2 separate regions of the Nothobranchius furzeri genome follow, and region 2 is linked to region 1. The links are chromatin contacts, called in public Micro-C maps. All regions are on one chromosome and are shown on one strand. The core of a region is the stretch at or near the end of the contact, and the rest is flanking DNA. Distances in the headings are between cores, read along the strand shown.

The links. A called contact is a pair of places that touch in the nucleus more often than the background predicts.
Region 2: a Micro-C map of tail fin shows a contact between it and region 1, with 7 times the contacts expected there. The contact joins the promoter of tmem38b here to the enhancer-like site in region 1. A contact is called at or near these places in 2 of 2 Hi-C or Micro-C datasets (skeletal muscle and tail fin).

What each region holds. Positions count from the first base shown.
Region 1 is chr6:57,323,861-57,327,995 of NfurGRZ-RIMD1, forward strand. It overlaps LOC107374673 (inactive tyrosine-protein kinase PRAG1), which reads right to left. Exons shown (of 6, transcript XM_015942827.3): 4 at 1,128-1,273; 5 at 1-115. Among protein-coding and RNA genes, the nearest start is that of LOC107374673, 10 kb to the right of the region's middle. Within about 2 kb of position 1,646, at least 1 of the 3 cell types and tissues checked has an H3K27ac peak or open chromatin away from gene starts, as enhancers often do. A contact at or near this core is called in tail fin, where this site is marked.
Region 2 is chr6:57,433,144-57,437,535 of NfurGRZ-RIMD1, forward strand. It overlaps tmem38b (transmembrane protein 38B), which reads left to right and starts at 1,997. Exons shown (of 6, transcript XM_015942830.3): 1 at 1,997-2,154. The coding sequence starts at 2,082.

The DNA of each region.
Region 1 (4,135 bases), core at 396-2,895:
AGAGGAGGAGGCTGGGTGCTCAAATTGTTGAAGGAGAACGAGTGAGGAGAACCAGGAGCTGATACAGTTCTGGGAAGAGGAGACAAACAAGACCTCCGGGTCGCATCCCGAGAACCTAAAGCAGAAAAGGTTTACATCAGCAGGGGCCGGTGTAGAGGATTCACACAGTGTTGTGTTTAATTCTGAGCAAATGCTTTAAAACCTAAATGTTCTCACAAATTCTAATAAACCCAATCGGCACATGACTCCTCCAGAAGAGCTGGAAGCTTCCACCTTCCTGGCTTCCATCCAACCCTCAGAACATCTTCCAACCAATTATGATCCATTTATCAATTAAAGACTTAGAGCTGGAACTCAACAGTCGACTCAAAGAGACAGACACGGATAATTGTGTGGTGCGCTCTTCAATCACTGCTTTCACAAAGAAAAAAACCAAAAGGATGCAGCCAAGCCCTTTTTCCCTCATTACCAGGGTCCATAATTATCTCTTACTCAGACAACATTGCCCAGGAAGTTGCAGCAATTACAAGCAACCGAGGCTTAAAGGCGACACCCCAAGGACCGTGAGGTACGGCTCGATTTTCAGAAGTCGTAACACACTCCCATGAGATAAGTTAGCAGATTTAACCCTGCAGCACTTAACCTTTTTATGCTGGAACAAGTCAGAAACTTTTCACATGACTTAAAGACTTAAAGAGCAAGTCACCCCCAAATCAACTTTTTTCCCCTGATAAACTAAACAAACGAGTGTATAATCGTGCTGCAGACACGTGTAGTCAATAGTTTTGTAGTTTAGTGCATTTTAGGTAAAATTTTAATTTTCTGCCTAAAACTGGCAGTGTTGTGCCATTGTCAGGTAAAAACTCTGCATTGTATTTGAATTTAAATCTGCCACCGCTATTGGCTAAGAGGTATGCTATGATGTAAACTGGTACATTATGATGTCACAATGCTGTGGTGAACCTGTGTGTGTCTGTATTTGTTAGCGGCTCCGCCCTCTCGGTCTGCCAGGCAACAGCATTTGTTGCATTTTTTAAACATGAAGTGAGAGTGGAGTTAGACTCTGGTAGGGGTGACTTGCTCTTTAAGTCAAAAACTGAACCAGATTTTTGTAGCAAGAGACTCACCGGTGTCAGCGGTCAGGTTGTCGGTGGTTGCAGCCGGGAGGCCGGTGCCACCCAGACTGCGCTGGGATGGTGCTCGACTTTCTGCTGACCCTGGTTGGCTGCAGCCGATCAGCTCCATGCTGCAGTCGCTTATCTTAGCGCTCACTCTGCAAAAGGAAATCAAACACAATCAGGTGAAAATGAGCATGAGAGCAAGAGTTTTTTTTTTATTTGCATCCAGAGATTTGCTGTGTGATGCAACGGTTTGCAAATGTGGAACTGATTAACTTCCTCTTCATGCTTAGTCTTATTTTCATTTTATTTGCACCAATGCTGATAGATCCAAGAAAGAGACCATGTTTTATTAAAAATATAAACACAGCCTACAGTGGTTTCACTTCCTCTCACTGAGGCACACTTCTTTATTCTGAGCTGTTGTTTTTTTGTTTTTTGCTGCAACAAATAAGACCCCCCATGACAACAAGGCTCATGAACTGGTTCAAACTGCTGCAGGCTGCATGACGTAGCAACTGGTAGTACTGTTGCACTGCAGCAAGAATGTTGCAGGTTTAGATTCTGGCTGCAGCATTTCTGCAGAGTTAGCCTCCGTGCATGTATGGATTTCTCCAGGATTCGTCCCACAGAACAAAAACATGCATGTTAGCGCAATCGCTCTGTTCTCTCCTGTAACATGTAGCAACACCATAGAGGTATGTTGGGTTTGCTCACAACTTAGCAAACGTTTGTGTCATTTTTCTCTTTTGTTCGTGTGGCCAAAGATTCAGGGAGCAAACGGTGATCCACACCTTTATACTCTTCTGTTGGGAATACTTCGGTCCAGGCATGGTTATGTGGCAAATATACAGATACAGACCAAACACGCCTTATAAAATCTGCAGGCGCATGACGTTCATCCGAATCACAACAGGAGCTGATCCATAACAGTCTCCAAACCAAAGTTGGCACAAGAAAGGGGGTTTGCTATGTATATGAGCCTCTAAAGACAGACTTGGCTCATTGTATCTGTCAACTAACACGGACTGAGTACTTGTATCATGTTTTTAGTATTTTTTCCCCCAGATTCGACAAAAACATACATTAAAACTTCATCTCTCTACATAAGACAGCTTCTGCTATTCTTTCAAGGAATGCCTCACATTAAACTTAGATGTTGCTGCCTTGGAACAAAGCAAAACCAATATCGATCTACATCCAGATCCAACACGGGTTTCTTTTCCTTCTTCAGCTCCCTGACCAACAGGACAACTTCCCACAATGCCAATGCAACGACTGCACATGCTCAGGGAAGCAGGGTCCCATTCCTCTCCTTCATCACTTGTTCTTCTCCTCCATCTCAAAACCAGTTCTCTATCAATTCATCTATTGGCCTTTGACTTCAATTCAACCATGAATGAGGACAGCAAACAGAAGGAGAGGAGTGCAGAGGGAGGAGAGGATGGTATTCTCTCTGGGCAGTTGGCCAAAGGAGCGGATATCGTCTTCCAGACAAAAAAAAGGGTGATGAAAGGCGGAGGAAATACTGCAGCACGGGACAAATGATAATGGGTCTAAGGACGATGAAGCAATGAAACACAAATTTTTCAGGTACATCGTTGAATAATTAGCTGCACCCGTTTCCCCTTCCTTGGAATGCCCAGTTTCAGCCTAAACATCCTGACTATTTCCTCTGAGAAAGATCTAATCAGCCTTCTTTCTGACACAAAATACAAAGATTGTCCCAGAGAAAGAACCCGTCACACCACTTCTGCACCCTTATCAGTAACCCAGATTCAGAAAATAAACAGCTACGAATCGTTCAGCAGCGGGAGGGTGACAGAAACTGGTGAGGCTTTAAAAAGAGATCAGGTTTAGGTTACATGGAACTGAGTAGCAACAACGAGACACAAACAGCGTTGCTGTCGTGGTTCACGTAACTGGTTTCACTTCCTGACTTATTCAGGGAGGCGTTCCTGTGGTAAACACACAAAGCGACATAACCTAAGAAGCACGTGTGCCTCGCGTCTTTTATACGTGCAAAAGTTCACACACGCACACCTGTTCTAGCACGCATTAGGGGTTTCAGGGATATTTATGTTTTAATAATCTCCTAGTCCTAATCTAAGATGGGAGTGTGTTTGTTAAAGGGAGTCGAGCAGGCTGACTCAGATTTTACTCAGCGTGTTGTGAACTGCACAGGATGACGTGATGCAATCAGCTTCGATGGCCGTGCATCAAACCCTCCAAGAAGGAGAAGCACTGACGTGTGTTTGAGTGAGACCCCTGCCTAAAGTTAGTTTATCACACTGGGTTACAGTTCATCCTCCTTGTTGTGTCCCTTTAAGTTAAGAAGTCTGACTGTAGGAGAGTTACCAAGGCCGTACAGTCATATAAACCAAAGGTTCATTAATGTTTGACACAAATCCTTGTTATCTTTCAAAAAGGGCCCAGTCTCGTCTCGTTATCGTCCTCTTTGGTCAGCCATCTCCTTCACCCCCAGCCTACTTTCATTTAAATGCAAAACAGGCTTCTGCAAATTGTGTTTAGCCACATCTGGCCTGCTCATGCTCTTAAACTCAACGGTATTTGAATAAAAAAAATGCAAACAAAAGACAAGACGCAAGCTGTTCAGCACACTGTAACTACCAACACCTTTACCTCCACAGCTCAGAGAAAAAGATGGTGAAAAAGCAGAGACTTCTGCTTACCTAAAAAAAAAGAAGTGGTTACGTGTGACTTTTAAAGACAAGATCTTTATCATTTCCCATCATGAGACTTACTCATTTCCTGACCACATGAGAACAAAAGTAGCCGTCAGGTGCCTACCTCATGCTGCAGAGGTCCTTTTTGGGCCGATGGGCACACAGAGTGCCCCTGGATCAGACTGGTGACGCTCTAAAGCTCGGTCATGTGTAGTAACATAACCCTGGTTCCACACGGGTCATGAGTATATTTAAAGTGTATCAGCAAAGAAAAGCTACAGACTCCCATTAGGTGTGTGGAATAAATTTCCTCGCGTGTAGAACTCAGCC
Region 2 (4,392 bases), core at 747-3,246, 110 kb after region 1:
TTCTGAGTCACCAGCTTTCGGGTAAACAAACATCTCTGGGGCATTGTTTAAAATTAGGTAAAGGTTCTAATAAAAGTCATACAACAAAAATTGTGACACGTTTGGTGGTTTGATCCTGATCGCAAGGTGTCATGTTCTGCGTCCCCCCATGTGTCCCCTTGTGTCATGTGTCCCCTTGTGTTCCCCATCCCTCTCTAGGCTCCCATTATGTTTATGTTTATGTATTTAGCATACACTTTTGTCCAAAGCAACTTACAAGTGATAATCGGCATGTTGCCTTTGAGGCTAACAACAACAATAACAACAACTTGGCATCCATCATGGAGAGTAGCAAACAAGGAGTGGACGGTAGAGAGGGGGGACGGGTGCAGGGAGGGTGCTAGTTAAGAAGATGCTCTCTGAAGAGCAGGGTCTTCAAGAGTTTCTTGAAAATTGAAAAGGAAGCCACAGTTCTGGTAGTGCTTGGAAGGTCATTCCACATTTGTGGAACGATGCATGAGAAGAGTCTGGATTGTCCTGAGCGTGGAGTAGGCACTGCTAGCCGACGATCCTGTGATGACCGGAGCGGCCGGGCCGAGACGTAAGCCTTTGCAAGAGGATTCAGGTAGATGGGAGCCGTACCATCTCAGACTTTGCATGCTAGTGTTAGCAATTTGAATTTGATGCGTGCTGCTAGCGGTAGCCAGTGGAGCTCAATGAACAGAGGGGTGACGTGTGCTCTTTTTGGCTGATTGAAGACCAGACGCGCCGCTGCGTTCTGGGCCATTTGAAGAGGTCAGCCTGGAAGACCAGTTAGAAGGGCATTGCAGTAATCGAGGCGGGAGATGACATTAGATTGCACAGGAGCTGGGTGGCATGTTGTGTTAAGTGTGGTCTGATCTTTCGTATGTTATACAGCGCAAAGCGGCATGAACGAGCAACAGAGGTAACATGATCTTTAAAGGTCAGGTGTTCATCAATCACAACACCCAGATTTCGAACTGCCTTTGAAGGAGCCAGAGTTAGGAAGTCATTTTGGATTGAGCTATTATGTGTCTCCTTGTTTTCCTCGTGTACCTACTTGTGTTCCCCAGTCCACTCCAGATTTTCTCCTTAGGTGTTCCCCTTAGGTTTCTGTGTCCCCGTGGTCCCCCGCCCCCTCCGGGTTCTCTAGGTTTCCCTCACATTTCCCTTAGTCACCCCACTTATCATTAGGTTTCCGTCATGTTTGGATCATTTAGTCAGTATCTCCCTTTGGTTCATTTTTGCTTCCTACCCCAGTTAGGTCTGGTTTCCTCCCCTGCTCCGTTCTGCTCCTCCTCTCTGTTATTAGTCTCACCTGTGTCCGGTTCCCTTAATCACCCAGCCCCTGTGTATATAACCCTGTCTGTGTCTCAGTGTGTTGTCAGTCCATTGTTGTTGTGTCAGCGTTCTCTCGTTCCCCCCTCTAGGTCTCTAGGTATTTGGCTTCCACTTGGTCTCTAGGTTTGTGCTCATTAAGTGAGCTTTCGTCTCCAGGATTTTTGGACATTGGTTTTTTAGCTTCCTGCCCTCATTGGATTTATTTGGACATTTATTCCTAAATAAAGGATTTTATGTTTTTTCTACCTGCCTTTGTCATTCTGGGGTTTTCTGCATCTTGGGTCCTAACCTCCTCCTGGCTCACAACATGACGCAAGGACAGAATAAACAATGAAACGCCAGGATTTTCCAATCCTGGTGTTTCATTGTTTATTCTCTATCAGAAGCTGATGTAGGAGAAAGGTGTAGGAGACTATTTCATGTTCAGCCTGCATGAAAACTCAAAGTGACCAATTATAATCAGAGATAAATCATAATATTTTTTTCTGTGAAGCTGACTTTTGCCCCACCATTAAATCATAAAATAAATGATTAACCAGGTTTATTGAACAGGTCTACAGGTTTGATTACTACCAGACCTCTAGGGAACTCCCTTCACTAGAATGTGTCTAACATAAATTAAGCTAAAAGAACTCAAAAATCATCTAAAGCCCTGCACTCGGTTAGGGTGAAGATCAAAGGTTATGAATCAATAATAAGAAAGCGAAAAATGACACCAACTTCCATGGCCAAAACCTTTGATGACTAAAAAGCATCTTGATGACCCCACTGTATTCTCTGGAATGGTGAGACAAAAATGGAACTTTTTGAAAGGTATGTGTCTAATTATAACTCTACATTTGAGAGTAAGAACATCAAACCAACAGTCAAACATGGTGGTGGTGGTGGTGTGATGGTCTGGGACTGCTTTGCTGTTTCAGGACCAGGATGACTTGTAATAAATGAAACCATGAGTACTGCTCTCTACCTAAAAATCCTGAAAGAGAATGTATGACCTTAAAATTACCTTTCATGCCGATAGACCCTTTAATGTGCTTGTATTTGACACAATTCTGTAAGAGAGAATGGGCCAGAATTCCACCACAGACCCATTATTAGTAATTACAGGTGCTCGGTAGTAGCTGTTGTTACCTGAGAATGTTACAACCAGTTATAGTGAACCATTGTGTTTTCACAAGAAGCCAGGTTGGTTTAGATTATTTTCCCTTAATAAACAAAATCATCATTTATCTTCTGAATCACATCATGAAGTTAAATGTTTACTGTTGTTTTAGGGTAAAGGGTAAATTAGATGTTGAATGGAAAACATGGTGACTAGGAGAGGCACATATACATATGATATGACACAGCACATTTCATACACAGAAGCAATTCAATGTGCTTTCCAGGTGCAAGAACATAAAACAGTAAAATCAACATAACAACATGAAACAGAAGGTTATAAAACCCCAGTTACAGTGCAGAAAGTGCAGCATAAGGCACATTCATTCAAAGACTGATGAATTTGTGACAGTTTTCCATTTTGATTTCAAAGTTACAAGAGTTGGGGCACATTTGAGGTCAGGAGGAAGCTGATTCCAACTGTGTGCAGCATAAAGCAGTAGGAAAAGCCAAGACTTGAGGTTGGACTTTGCTGACAGCACGTTTTATCAAAGTACAAACTTCTTTTTGTTTTTTCACATTCCAGAGGCATAGTTTAACTTGACCTTCAATTGTTTGATGAATGAAACAAGAGCCGTTCCTCCACCAGGAAACAGGTCTGTGTGAAAGTATTAGAAAGAGTCATCTGGCCTCACCCCCGCCTCCCTTCCTGGAGGGAGGCAGAATTTCAGCTGAAGACTAAAGGGTAACCTGAAGGTCATGAGCTGAAGAAAGGTAGACATAAAAAATTCTGATTGTTGTGAAAACCCCGATTTAGGATTAGATTCTCTGTGGTGGGCCCAGATATCCAAGGAAAGAGAGTCGGATACTGTCAGAGATGAACAGGCAGTTTAATCCTGCAGCACTGGGGGAATACTGATTAGAAGTGTCTGGAGGCACGTGTGTGTGTGTGTGTGTGTGTGTGTGTGTGTGTGTGTGTGTGTGTGTGTGTGTGTGTGTGTGTGTGTGTGTGTGTGTGTGTGTGTGTTGTAAAAGTCTGAACCCTGACCTCCTACAACATTTGCGAGGGGTGTCATTCAGCATTTCTGAGCCGTATCTCTGATGGAGATGGTGCTCAGAAAGCTTAAGAAGATGATACAGATCTGTGTGCAGCAGCAGCTCTGAACACAGGTCTGGTGTTGGGTGGAGTTTTACTGGGGATGATGGCTTTTAACATGTTGTTGTATACAAACCAAGAAGACCACCAGCTTCAATTTTGATATTGTTTTTCCAATTGTAATCCTTTTTTTCCCCAGAGATGTGAAATGGCTCTTTTATTGACAGCTGTTACTGCTTCTTCTGTTAGGTTTAAATAGTGTAAAATAAAGTAATCTAATTGAAGATCAATACTGCCACCTACTGGCTAATAAACCAAATTACAGTTTCTCTTTGAATACTCTATCCTCACCACTTTCTGATGAAACAAATTATTTACAATGCGTGAAAATTAATAATGAAAATTAACAAACCTCTTGGTAATTTTGGTTGGCATACACTCATTTATAATTATTCACAATTATTTCTCAGTTGCTGATCAGTTTTTTTCTTGTGAGAAAGCACTCATCAGCAGGTGTCACACTTACACACAATGCACATTCCAGAGATTTCAGGATAAATTTACATGTATATGTCGTTTTTTTTTCATTCCAGTGGAAACTTGCGTGCATTTATTTAACTTTTCTGCATTTCATTTCTGATACTTTATGATTTTCCCTTTTGTAGCATTGGAATTCCTATTTACTTTGCTTTTTTCTGAGAGATACTGTTTACTGAATGCATGATCAAACCTGCTGCTGCTGCAGGAAGCTACGGAAGATTGGGAACTATAAATGTGCAGCGGTACACAGGATCAACTTTTGGTTGCACAACTGAAATGCCATGCTACAACTTCAGACACATTTAGTAAATTTT